Regions from separate parts of the Mus musculus genome. Here region 2 is linked to region 1. Evidence: chromatin contacts called from public Hi-C data. All regions are on one chromosome and are shown on one strand. Each heading gives the region's core, a stretch centred on a gene start, on an enhancer-like site or on the middle of the called end of the contact. The rest is flanking DNA. Distances are from core to core; before and after follow the strand shown. Region 1 has its middle 4.7 kb from the start of Gm4872. Region 2 has its middle 60 kb from the start of Tril.

Region 1 (6,787 bases), core at 1,962-4,461:
TTCATGGTTCCTTAACCTTTTTTATTATTGTTCCTTAAGAGAGACTTACTGTTTTCTCTCCCTAATCACCCCTCTATTGCATGAAAACATAATATCACAAAAAGATGCTATATCTATCTACGTAGTCTGCATACCTGTGCTTGGTCTGTGTGTGGTGTGTGTCTGTTGTATGTGGTGTGTGTGTTTGTGTAGTATGTGTGGTATGGTGTGTGTGTGTGTGTGTGTGTGTGTGTGTGTGTGTGTGTATCTTTTATCATCCAGGCTGACTGCTCAGATCTGTAATCCCGGTGCTCAGGAAGCTAAGGAGGATTATGAGTTGAAAGCCAGACTGTGTTACACTGTGAGTTCCAGGCCAGCTGGGGCTATACATATTCTGCTATACTTCTAGACCGGAGCCTAGCATAATCATCACCAGAGAGGCTTTGTTCAGCGACTGATGGGAGCAGATGTAAGGATCCACAGCCAAACAGATAGAGGTGGGGGAGTCCTGTGGAAGAGGGAGAGGAAGGATTGTAAGAGCTACTGGGGTCAAGGATACTAAAAGAAAATCCATAGAACCAACTAACCTGGTCTCATAGGGCCTCACAGAGACTGACCTGACAATACTGGAGCCTACATGGGTCTAACTAACCTAGGTCCTCTGCATGTATGTTATGGTTGTGTAGCTTGGTCTTCTTGTGGGATTCCTAACAGTGGGCACGGTGGTTATCTTTGACTCTTTTGCCTGCTTTTTTGAGACACTTTTCCTCTGGCTGGGTTGCCTCATCTAGCTTTGATACAAGGGTGTGTACCTAGCCTTGTTGTAACTTGCTATGCTGTGCTTGGTTGATATCCCTGGGAGGTCTGCTCTTTTCTTATGGGAAACAGAGGAGGGGTGAATTTGGGGGAAAGGGGAAGTGGGGAGAAAGGACTGGGAGGAGAAACTATAGTTGGGATATAATATATGAGAAAAATTAATTAATTAATTAATTAAAATAAATGTTTGACTAGAAAATGACTTCATATTTTAATACTAAACTAAAAGAAAATTATATATTTCTCAAAGGGGGGGGAAGAGAGAGGGAGAGAGAGAGAGAGAGAGAGAGAGAGAGAGAGAGAGAGAGAGAGACTCTGTCTCTAACTAAGAGAACAAGCATTATTTTATAAAACAATGTCTCCCTTTCAGGGTACCAGAGGTAACATCCCTACTGTTAGTGCATTGTCTAGTGGGAACTGATGACACAGGCCATTATCTAATGTCCTGATATGCCCCTTGCTGTTCTGCCTCTCTTCTCTTGTTCCTGCTCACTACATTTTAAGAAGACTATACTTCATATGTACCTCATTGTCACCTTAGCCATTGACAGTGGTTGGAACAATGTCTTCCTGAAAGGTATGAGCAGCTAAGACCTTCAATGGAACTTAACTTGGACAAAACATCATTGCAGATGTAATTAACGATTTTGAGGCGATGTCATCCTGGATTGTTCAAATATAATCTAAGTCTGTGGAACAAGCATCTCTATATGGGGATGGCGGAGGAAGATTTGAACCAAAGGCAAAGGCCACGTAAAGATGGAGGCAGAGGCTGGAAACATGAGCCGCAATAAAGAAAACTGCGAAATGCCAAGGGATGCCCACAGCTATGGTCACAACGAGGAGGTTTCCCTCAGAGCACCAGAAGAGAGCATGGCCTATCCCAAGCTTTGATGTGGACCTCTAACCTCCAAAGGCTCAGCATCTGCATTCTGAGCAAGTAGGCTGATGACTGGTTTGTACTAGCCTGGCCACGGTGACTCTGAGCTTGCTGCCAGAGGGAAGCTCCTAAGCACTGACAACTATGTAGACATCCATCCCATCCTCCTGTCTCTGCGGACCTCCTACCAAATCCTCCTGAGCCACCCAACCCATTCCCATGTCCTACAGTCTCAGCTTAGCAATAATGATTATGGTTTTTCCTTTCTGTTTTTTTTTTTTTTTAGAACTTACTGTGTGTGTGTGTGTGTGTGTGTGTGTGCGCGTGCGCGCGCTTTTGCCATGTGGATTCAGGAATGGAATTCAGGTCATCAGGCTTACTGACTGAGCCATTGCTGGCCCTGAAATAAGCATTTTAGAAATATTAAAACATAGATCCATGACTTTGTGTTAACTGGATAGGATTATGCAGACCACTCAGGACCCCTACTTGCTTTCCTCATTAGCTAACTTGTCATAGACATCTCTCCATGTCAATAAAAGTAGCTACCCATCATCATTTTAATAGCTGCCTGGTTTCCATTGTGTGGATTACTGTAATTTATTTAACCAATCTCCTATTGATGGATGCTAATGTCCCTCTTCAAATGGAATAGCCATTTTGACACACGGAACCATAAATCTGGCCTTGCCAATATAGTGAGCTTGTTACGAATTTTGACTTGAACGCTGCACTTATTTTAACGTGGTTATCTTGTTAGCCTTGCAGGCTAGTTATTAGTCTTTTTTTTTTAATAGCAGACTACTAGTTTTCATTTTGATTCTGCCATTAATTAAAACTCTGATCTTAACTTGCATTCTAACCTGCCACTAATTACATGTATTCTTTAAAGAATCCACCTGACATTTTTATACACGTGACTGTCCTCAGAGGTGGGCATGATCTTGTTCTGCTTTGACATTGGACTTCCTCATAAATATTTTCCCCATGCTTTTGATTTTCCCTTAAATTTTGGAAATTTGATATTTCACATGTACCTCTTTTATTTTTAGGAAACTTATATTTCCTCCTATTATTTTAATTTACTGTACCATTGCAGTCATCCATGGCCAGTATGGAAGCATTTTGCTTTCTGCTCTGTCGGATGCTCCGTTGACTAATCAAGGAGAGAGCTGCACTGGGTTACTCAGGAGTTCTGCTTCCTGGCAGATACTGTATTCCCTGGGGATAGCTTTCCTTCATCTCCCAAATAAAACATGGGATTTTTGTAGGCCATTCTGGAAAGGGTTCTTTTTTCTTACACTTTCTGTCATAGCACAGTGCTTGGTGTGCGTATGAATGGTTCTCTACAGCTATTTGTTAGTTCACACTGAATTGCCCCCAAGTCTTATGCCAGGGGGATCTGCATATCACTGTAGCAAGGATCTCTTGCCATTGATTGTCTGTTCCATGTTCCGCTCTGGGAGCTATGAGAGACTGAAGTCACACTCACCAGACTGTGTCTACTTCCCCTTTTTTTCTGAGAATGAAGAGTCAGGGTGGAAAAGTTGTGTGCAGGAAGTGGCCTTTGAGTTGGAATTGATGACAAGACACGTTACAAATGTATGTATGGACAAGGCCACTAGAAACCAGTGACTCTTTTTCAGTAAATGTAGTTGGGGGCAGAGTTATTCAGACACAAGCTTGGGCATAGCTTACTGTTAGGGCCAAGGAGGGCCAGGCAGGTGAGGAGAGGCAGAGGAATTGGTCCTGCTCATTGAAGAGTTTCAACCCAATGAAAGAATGGGGTACTCTATTGAGGAACAAAAGACGACAGCAGCACACAGTCAGTCCATAGGAGCACATCAGGAGCACACAACTGCTGATGCTTGGTGAAGAAAGGGTAGAGCAGGGTTTCCCCAGGTCCTCCGCCAGCAGCCAGAACCTTGTGAATAGGTAACATGGCTCAGTACTGAGCAGGCATCATGTCTGGGGCTCGTCTTCAAAGAAGGCTGGGGAGAGGTTGGGAGATCATCCTAGCAGAACTCAGCATCTGTCTGTTTAAGCTCCAGTCGGATCCAGAGCAGAACTGGCATAACCAGATGGGGGCACTAGAGGGCTGGGTGAGTGGCACGGGCCAGGTTCCAGGAAGCAGATTCTGAGATGGAAGCTTTACGCAGGGGAAAAAAAACTCTTGAGAAGGACACTTTAAGGAAGAAGTGTCAGGACACAGGATGAGCGGAGAGACGGTGCTTAGCTTTCTTAATCTGCTTGGGCTGCTGTAACAAAATGCCTTGAACTGGGTGATTTATAAACAATATCTACTTCTCAACAGGAATTAGGGCTTCATCATGACAACGTGGGGGGGTGGGTGGGGGGACAGAAACATAGTACTATTCCCATAAAGGCCTTATCTGATCCCATGAGAAAACATGAGAGAATCCCTCAGACCTTGCTGAGTTTGGGCGTAAATGGGGTGGCGAACACTTCAGGCCTTTGGCCTGTATGAATCAAGCTGGGATGCCAGCTGCTGACACATGTGTGTATGACTTTGTGCCATGTACCTTTTTCTAACAGAAACAATTCTTGAAGATGGTGAGCAGCTGAGGGCCTTTTTTTTTTTTTTTTTTAGCAGCTGGAGAAAATGGGATCTAGAGAATGTGTCCCACTAAAGTGCACAACTTACTGTAAGCTACAGCCTAGGGGTGTCAGTGCCCAAGGGCCATAAGTGGTAGAGCGCAGAGATTAGAACTTTGGTCCATAGGAAAGGGGGAAAATGATCATGTTATGTCCCCAGGATAAGCCTTGAAGGACAGATAAAATGGCAGGGACTGGCAAAAGACATTCACATATTTCCCATTTTAGAAACCAGTTATCCCGGGATTCTATAGTGGGAGAAGATGGCTGGGCCGTTATAGGCAAGAGGCTCAGTGAATAAAGCAGTGAGAGCCAAGGGAGATAGACAGAGGAAAGTTAAGGGGCCTCTTTGAATATCTGTGGTTTATTTCTCTCAGTTCGTTCCAGCAAAGGTTGTCCATCACGGCCTTGGAGCCTCATAACACCATATTAATAGCCAAACAGCCAAATTGGCTCAGAATATGCAAACATCCAGTTTTAATTTGAAAAAAAAAAGTTCTCAAGCTCTCCTAGGGTACAGTTTTGGTCCGTCAATTACTGTTCCTCTATTGGGATATTTGCCTTTCGTTCCATTCACCTCATACCAGAGCAGATGTCTTTGCTAACTGGTTTGCAAAGTGATTCGCCCACTTCTGCACAGTTTGGGGGCCGTTGATTCAATTCCAGTCAGAAAGCAAGATGGAGGGAGGTGTTTACATTGAATCCAAGGATAGAAAGTTCTTACACCAGGAAAGTTTTCCCTTAAGAAAAAAAAAATGGAGCGAGTCAGTAGTGGGAACGCCTAGCAAAGCTTGTCTCAGTGTCAGCACTACATCATAATGTTTGGTTCACCTTGGCAATTGTGAGATTTTTCTAATTCTTATCCAATCACTGCACAGCTGTTGTTTCTTTTCTGAATAAAGCCAATATGCCCCCCACACACCCCAGGGCCAGGCCGAGTTTCAGGCTTGACATTCCGTGCAATAGCTTCCCCCGCACTTCAGAATCCTTCCCCTGATTATGTCCGTCCGCTTAGCATGTGGGGTGTGACTCTGCATGAAATGGCCAGGCGTCTGTTGCTCATGAAAAGATTCAGCTGTAACGGCATATGGACAACACACTTTTAAAAATGGGGTTATTTCATAATTGCAACAACTCTGTCCAAGACAAGGGAACACATTCAGATTCCCTGTAATTCAAACCATTTGTTAGCAGGGCCCTCCATCCTGAGTGAGGAAGGGCTGGGATCCGTGAGGGAATGGTCTGTTCTGGATTGCCCACCTGGCTTGAAAGCTCATGCCGCACACGGGGCTCTGACCAGAGGGCTCTGGCCAAGGAGCCTATGGGAAAACAGAGTCCAGTGCAGACTGAAATGCTGCCCTAGTTTGGAGTCTCACAAGTTGAAACTCGTGAGCATTGGTCAGGCCCCACGTTTGGGTATGGGTTGGATGGCCAGCTATCCGTTCAGCCTCTCATGCCACAGAGCAGGAACAAAGCATGGCTCGAGATAATGTGACTTAAGCAGAGGATATGGACTCAGAAGAGAATGAAGCCTCTAGTTCAGTGATTCTCACCCTGTGGGTCCCTTCTGGGATAGGGTATCAGATATCCTACAATTCGGATATTTACATTATGATTCATAGTAGTAGCAAAATTACAGTTATGAAGTAAAACAAAACTAATTTTACACAGCACGAGGAACTGTACTAAAGGGTGACAGCGTTAGGAAGGTTGAGAAACACTTCTCTTGTGCCAGTGCAGTACTAGGCTCCAACAAGTCTTGTGCTTTCTCTGAATGCCAGCTTTCTTGTTTATAAAAAAGAATACCCCCTCTCTTCCTGTGTGTGTGTGGTATGCACACACACACACTCACACACACACACACACTCACACTCACACTCACACACACACACACACTCACACACACACACACACACACTCACACACACACACTCACACACACACACACACACACTCACACACACACACACACACACACACTCACACACACACACACACTCACACACACACACACACACACTCACACACACACACACACACACTCACACACACACACTCACACACACACACACACACACTCACACACACACACACATGCACACCCTCTTGCATGGTGGTAGTGAAAATTAGTGAAATTAAAATCTTCTTTTCTTTTCTGCTAGTTTTGAATCTGCAAAATCAACAATGAATAATAAATATCTTTTTAAAATGGCGGCATGGTGGTGCACGCCTTTAATCCTAGCACTTGGGAGGCAGAGGCAGGCGGATTTCTGAGTTCGAGGCCAGCCTGGTCTACAAAGTGAGTTCCAGGACACCCAAGGCTACACAGAGAAACCCTGTCTCAAAAAACAAACAACCAAAAACAAAACAAAACAAAACAAAACAAAACAAAAAACAAAAAAACAAAAGAAAGAAAAAGGCATCTGGACTGAACATGGATAAACTTTTTTTTTGTCATTCCTTAAAAAAATTAGTGCAGTTTTTAAGAGTTTTTGC
Region 2 (6,787 bases), core at 1,114-3,613, 540 kb after region 1:
TTCTTACCTTAGTATTTTAATTTTTTCCATTGATTTATCTCATTTTTATTAGTGACTGTATATGTGGCCTGAATGTACCATGTCCACTTTTCTGTCTTGCATGTATGTTGTTTCTGACTATTAAAGACTAAATCATATCCCCTCAAAACTCATGTTAGGCTCTAAGTTCTGATGCTTTCTAATACTTTGTAATGTGACTCTACTTGGAGACCGGGTCTTTAAAGAGGTAATTAGTGTGTCCTGATCTAATAAGACTGGTAAACTTAAGAGGTCACAGGATGAACCCACCACACAGATGTTCAGTGTCAGCATTGAGTGGTATGCAGATGTAGCTCTCTGTTGTGTAAGCTGCCTGGTCTGTAGGGCCCTGCTCTGGAAAACTGATACACCAGTGCACAGACTTTTGCACTTATGTAGACAGCTGTGATGAGCAGCCTTGACTGTGTGTGTGCGTGCGTGTGTGCGTGCGTGTTACCATGCTACATGAATAGAAGTAAAAGTCATAGTGAGCATTGTGGTGGATTTGCTTTTCAGAAAGACTTCACTATAATTATATTCTCCTTATTTGCGAATCCTCAACATATAAGTCTTTTCAAAACATGTTTACAATCATGAATAAGAGTTGAGCTTTCGTTGGTTTATTTGATTATTATTAAGATAAAATTCAGAATGGTCAAATCCACTAACCGTTGAAAGCATACCTCATGCGAATTTGTTCTTTGTTTCCTCTGCCCTTTTTGCTGATGGCTTCTTGATCACCTTTTATTGATTTGTAGGGTGCTCTGGAAAATGTAATACCAATCCTTTGCTGTATTCTAAGGACCCATTTTTTTTTTCTCAGTGCACTGAATGTTTTTACCTTACTTTCAACATCATATTTTACTTTTGAGATCTAAACTTCCTTTTCGTGTCTTATTACATTGGCTGGCTCTGTGCTACAGTGGTGTTGGACTATACAGTCATCTCTGGGGTTGTTTTATTTCTCCTCCATCTGAATGGCAATGCTCCCAGCACAGCAGTCAATCTGTGTCACTCTTGTTCTCTCTCTGACTGCGGGAGCAGCTTCCTAATGGGCTTTCCTCAGACCTAAGGCTTCACTGTTTGTCTTTGTCATTCCCATCTTGTTTTGTGGAGCCTGGATTTGATTCCAGAAGAGTTTAAACTGTTTTTCGCTTACTCTGTTCACATTTCAAGTAAGATTGAAACTGTTTAAACACCAACAGAAGGCTTATAGAAAGACTCAGGGTGACAGGAATCGGGGTGACAGGAAGCAGGGCGACAGGAAGGTCCCTTTCAGGTCACACATTGTTGTTCAGATTCATCTTCAGTAAATGACTACAGCTGGGACATCTATATAGAGTTTACTCCAAAGAAATATTTTGTAAATGCAGTGTCTTATATAGCCTGAAAATCACACATGCTTAATGTGTGGGAGTATTCCTGTGTGTGCCTCCCGCATCAGACTCCATCAGACCCCGTCATAACTTCCGGTAAAGACACACAGAAAAGTCTGCATTAAAATAGGGTTGTCTCTACTATGCAGAAGTGTGTGTGTGTGTGTGTGTGTGTGTGTGTGTGTGAGAGAGAGAGAGAGAGAGAGAGAGAGACAGAGAGACAGAGACAGAGACAGAGACAGAGACAGAGACAGGAGTGAGAGACAGAGGCGGGGGTGGGGGTGGGGGGCAGAGAGGGAGGCAGAGAGGGTTATGTAGCCCTTCAGTGGTCACCGTGAGCAGACAGCTTCTGTTTATTGAGTGCCTTCATTTTTGGTGTTCCTCGGAGTCCCATGAGCTAACACTGAACTAGGCATGTGGAGCTCACAGAACCATTTGTGCGTCTCTCTGCCATTGCAGGTTGGTTACATTTTCCTTCAGTTGAGCCTCCTGTCAATGCCTGGGTAAGGCCAGATAGCACTTAATTGCAATTAATTCTGGAGTGTCTTGGCAGGGAAGGACTAGCTGAAATGAAGAGCAAGTATATTTATGTGATGAATAATATTAGGACCCAGGGGGGTATTTAGAAGGTGGAAAAAAGGAGTGGGTTAATTTTGAACCATTTTCAATTTCCATACCAGTCATTACCCACATTAGTGGATTTATTATGTTCTTTTTCTTTCCCTAATAAGAGCCTTGTAAAACCCAGCATATCATCAAGCAACCTAATAATTACTGTATTTAGGGGCAAATGTTAGATCCTAGACAGAGACTGTTTATCACGTCCTGCTCCCTAAAGTTCAACTGAATAGCCACTTTTCTGTTTCCTCATTAATAATTATAATAAGTAAACTGCACAAAAGAGGAAGAAAGAACTCAGCAAATCAAAACATAGCAAACTGGGAAGGCCAGAGCACTAAAGCATCCTGCCATGACTCACAGACCACGTGAGCCGTTAGAATCATGATTCTTAATTTTCCTGACCAGAACTCTGAAGGGAGCAGAAACCGGCACCAAATGAATCCACTCAATTAATGAGGATGCCCAGATGGCAAAGAGGGAAATAAATAATTCCCTCAGTCTGCCCTTTGTCACCTCAACCCCCAAGTTGTAGGCCTCCTTAGGGATTTCAAAGCAAAGCTTAGTGTGACCAGGAATGTGGAGGGTTTGCTACCCTTCAGTCCTTAAAGCTCTGGGCAACAACCAGGAGGCATCTGTGAGGAAGCTGCCTGCTGGCTTTGCTCTTGAGGATGTTTTCAAACACCATAACCCACTCACCTCAGAGGGCTTGCCCCCCTCATCCTTTCCCTTCTCTTCCTTATCATCCATTTCCTTCCTTTTTATTCATTCTCTCTCTCTGGCCCCCCAGTTTCTCTTTCTCTTTGTTCTCTTTCTCTCTTTTCTCTCTCTCTCTCCCTCCCTCCCTCCTCTCTCTTAATTTAAACTTGTTTCTGTCTCTTTGGACCTCCCACACACACACACATGTTTTTCTTGCTGATTTCCCTTATATATTACACATTTAACAAACTTATCTCTTGCTTCAATTGCTGAAGGTGCCACTGACAGAGGTCTAAACAAAAGCTCAACACCCAAATAACCTATTCCTCCTGTGAGTAAACCCCTCCACTTCCCCCTTCCTATTTTTTTTTATCCCAAAGCAGAACCAGTCACCTTTTTTGTTTACAGGTTTACTGATCTCTTCCCTTCTGCTAAGATCCGGGCATTTTGAGGCGTGTTTAGACACCTCCTGTAAGTATTCCCCAAGGTGAAAGCAACCACAACTCCTCACTCTTTGTCTTTGAAAGCTTAGACCAGTTGGAAACTTTGGAACAACCACTTAGTGCCAAATCTGCCCTTGATCTTCTCTTTATAGCACATGGGGTTTACACTGCGAGCCAGATTCAGTCCCCAGGGACCTCTGCTGGGGAACACAGGAAGAATTCTCCCTTCTGCAGGGAGTGTTTTCAGGCCAGAATGCATAAACCGTTGAGAACATCTCCCGTGGAGTCTGCAGAGAGGAAGATAATCCATTACCCTGCAGGCAGTTGGCCTTGGCGGGAAGGACTGGGGCCGCCTCCAGTGACACAAAGGAGAGCTGCATTTGAAATCTCCCCAAAGCCAGGCCTACTTTCCCCCACGGGTTTTGCATTTCTCAGACAGCAATGCAAAAGGAGATAGAGAACAGAAATGCAAATCGCAACCTTTAAGAAAATATATAAACCCAAAAGATGAATAAGGGCCTTCTAGTTCCATAGATGCCAAAAGCATCCCTTTGGCTAAATGAAAAACGCATTCCCAGCTGCACCAAGTCTTCCCATATTGCCCAGATGAAGCCAGCCTCTGCAAGAGACGGCCATACTTCAAAGAGCAGCACAGAACCTCTTTATCACCACAGGATTTCACAAGAATCTAGAGAAAGGCAGAAGAAATGAGGGCAAGCTAAGGCTGCCTTAAAGAAGCCTGGTTGTAGACACTGAGCTGAGGGCCAGCATCACTGAGGGAAGCCTGGAGAGAGGCAAGCAGAACCGGCATCCAGTGCTCACATCCATCTGGGGAGAGATAGACCTCCTGTGCTTTGAAGCCCAGAGCCATCGCAGCAAAGGGGTTATAAAAATGCTTTGGAGGTTGACCTGTCCCTAAAGCACAAGGAGGCAGGATTTGGAGAATATCTGTGCAAATGGTGGGCTCCACCCGGAGCCAGGGGAAATGCTCAGTTTGAAGGAGGGAGGAGCCATCAGGGGGAAAACAGGCACGTGGTCCAAGAGGAGGAAATAGAAATGGAACACAAATGTGCAAAAATACACCTGAGGACAATGCTAAGTCAAAAAAGTCAAATCTGCAAGAAGGTCAAATTTATCACTTAGACTAAAAGGAGAAAGGGATATGAAGCACACAGGCAGAATAAAGGGAAAGTTCTCTACAGCTAAACTGTGGGATGGACCCACACAGACACACACACACACACACACACACACCGTCAGTATCATCACCATCACTATCACCTCCACCATCACCAAATCTGCCCATGCACCTCCAACACTACCACCACCAATAACACATACACAAACACGCACATATACACCATCACCGTCACCACCACCACCACACCACTACCACCACCACCACATCTACACACACACCACCAATAACAACAACAACACACACACACACTCACAGAGACTGATAGCATTTATCAGAATTAAAACAAGCTTATCCTTTGGCTCCACAGTTCCAATTCCTCTTCCTGAAAGCTACTGATAGACTTGTGCTCTATCGTGCACACAACAGCAAGCTTTTAATAAGAGAAAGCAATCTATTAAAAGCATTTACAACTAGTATGGTTTATACACATGCTTGCACAGAAATGGAAAGATGCATAATACATAGTAAATAGTGATTGTGTCTGGGGAGGGAGAGCATTAGGAGCATTTGTGTTTTACAAAGTTTGAAATATTTTAGCATATAACTGGGTCACAATGAGGTTATTGGTATTATGGTGGAAGTAAAATGCAAGAAGATGGTGATCGTGAAGACTGTCATACACAGCGCTTGTGCTTGAGTGACTGAGAGTTTGGACTTGGGTGAGGTACTGTTCTCTAAGGAGCCGTGGGAGGGCAAGCTTTATCGCGGATGTTCTTTCCTTCTGGAAAGTCTTGCACAGGAGAAATTTTCCTAGCCCTCATTTCTAATGGATGCCATGTGTGTATAGAAATGGTTTCCATGTTCAGAATCCTGTTTAAAGATCGATTTGACTTAAATGTTTTACCAGCTTTTGTTTCTTCCAGAAAAGTATTCAATTTTAGCAAGACATTGTTCCAGGAAGGCTTGCCCTGTAGCCAAGTTAGCATTTCCATGAGCTTCAACAAACATTGCCAATCGCTTGCTGCCTTTAATTGATCAGCTCACTGGAGCACATGCCTGCTGCGGGCTCTGCTGAGGAGTTTGTTGCCTGTGCAAAAAGAAAGAGTGATGACTAGCAGAGGGCGAGGTTTCAGGTTTCCGCACTGAAGCAAGGGGTTGATGAAAAACCGGACCACGGCTTTCCATTGGAAATGCCATATCAGTGCTCTATTAAGGAGTAACTCGTTCGTTCAAACATCAACCACTGGCAAACCTAGCTGTCTCCCCCGCATAAGTGAATTTGGAAATATTAGAAGTGAAGTAAAAGAAAAGGTGTTAAGGTAGGCAGGGCTATTATAGAGCCAGGAAAAGGCACAGAGAAGAACGACAGTGGCAAAGTTGTGCTACCCCTTGTCAGAGGAGACCTCTATGGTCCTTGATTTCACAAAGAGGCACAGGTCAGCATGTGATCCAGCCTCAGCCCTGCACCCATTACAATTAGTGTGGACTCCACGCCTCCTTCCTACTTTGCTGCTCAAGCAGAGACTCCTGGGTTAAAGAATGATTCTTGCTCCATTCTCACTATAAGGCAGTGGCACACAGCCTGGCCAGGTTCATCAAACAACAACAACAACGGCCCCAGTTCACCACTGTCATTTCTTCTGCAATTGTTAACAGTGGCTGGCCCATTCTGTCCCCTTGTTCAGATAATGACTTCCACGGCTGCCCTAATGTAAGGTAAACCACTGTAAAGAACGTGGCATCAGGGCCCCATGGACTGTGATGGCCATGGCTGAAATGCGTTTGGACCTTACTTTATTTGCTTTCAAATTTTAAATAAATAAAAACCTCACACACCAAAGTTAACCAGACTCAAAGACTGTACAACTCGATGCAAGCTGTCTATCTCTGCCACCCAATGCTTCTGTCTCAGTTCGTGCGATGACGGCAAGTGCTACTGTATGCACCCCCGCTTACCTCCAGCTTTATACCTGAGTTTGGGGTCCTCTAAAACTCCCATATTAAATGAGAACTAGCACACAGCACTATAAAATGTTTGCATCCAAAACAGACTGTTCTTTTGGAAATAGTGTCACAACCAAAAATTAAAGCCACAAAGCTCTGAAAATGAAAGCTATGAAAACGTCGCCACCTTCTACTACAGATTAGAGTGGTACACCCATTCTTGATGCGTTACCAGAACTCAGTCAAGACAAGCCATACGGGGTAGGGTAAAGGTGACGATCTTCATCAAGCACAGTGGTTCTCAGCTCTTCCTGATGCTATGACCTTTTAATCCAGGTCCTCCTGTGGTGGTGATTCCCAACCATAAAAAAATAAGTTATTTTCCTTGCTATTTCATAACTGTAATTTAGCTGCTCTCGTGAATTCTAACATAAATATCTGATATTTCCGAGGGTCTCAGGCGACCCCTGTGAAAGGGTCATTCCATCCCCAAAGGGGTCTTGACCCACAGGTTGAGAACCACTGTTCTAGCATATGAGACTAGGAAC

Evidence for each region. Hi-C and Micro-C count contacts between places; a contact is called where the count stands out from the background.
Region 2: a Hi-C map of bone marrow-derived macrophages shows a contact between it and region 1, with 15 read pairs. The contact joins two enhancer-like sites. A contact is called at or near these places in 1 of 15 datasets of contacts at CTCF or cohesin (pro-B cells), 2 of 484 Hi-C or Micro-C datasets (the C2C12 cell line and bone marrow-derived macrophages) and 1 of 115 datasets of contacts at active chromatin or transcription factors (embryonic stem cells).

The regions. Positions count from the first base shown.
Region 1 is chr6:53,213,675-53,220,461 of GRCm38.p6, forward strand. No RefSeq gene overlaps it. Among named protein-coding and RNA genes, the nearest start is that of Gm4872, 4.7 kb to the right of the region's middle. Within about 2 kb of position 3,212, at least 18 of the 459 cell types and tissues checked have an H3K27ac peak or open chromatin away from gene starts, as enhancers often do. A contact at or near this core is called in bone marrow-derived macrophages, where this site is marked.
Region 2 is chr6:53,757,463-53,764,249 of GRCm38.p6, forward strand. No RefSeq gene overlaps it. Among named protein-coding and RNA genes, the nearest start is that of Tril, 60 kb to the right of the region's middle. Within about 2 kb of position 2,364, at least 54 of the 459 cell types and tissues checked have an H3K27ac peak or open chromatin away from gene starts, as enhancers often do. A contact at or near this core is called in bone marrow-derived macrophages, where this site is marked.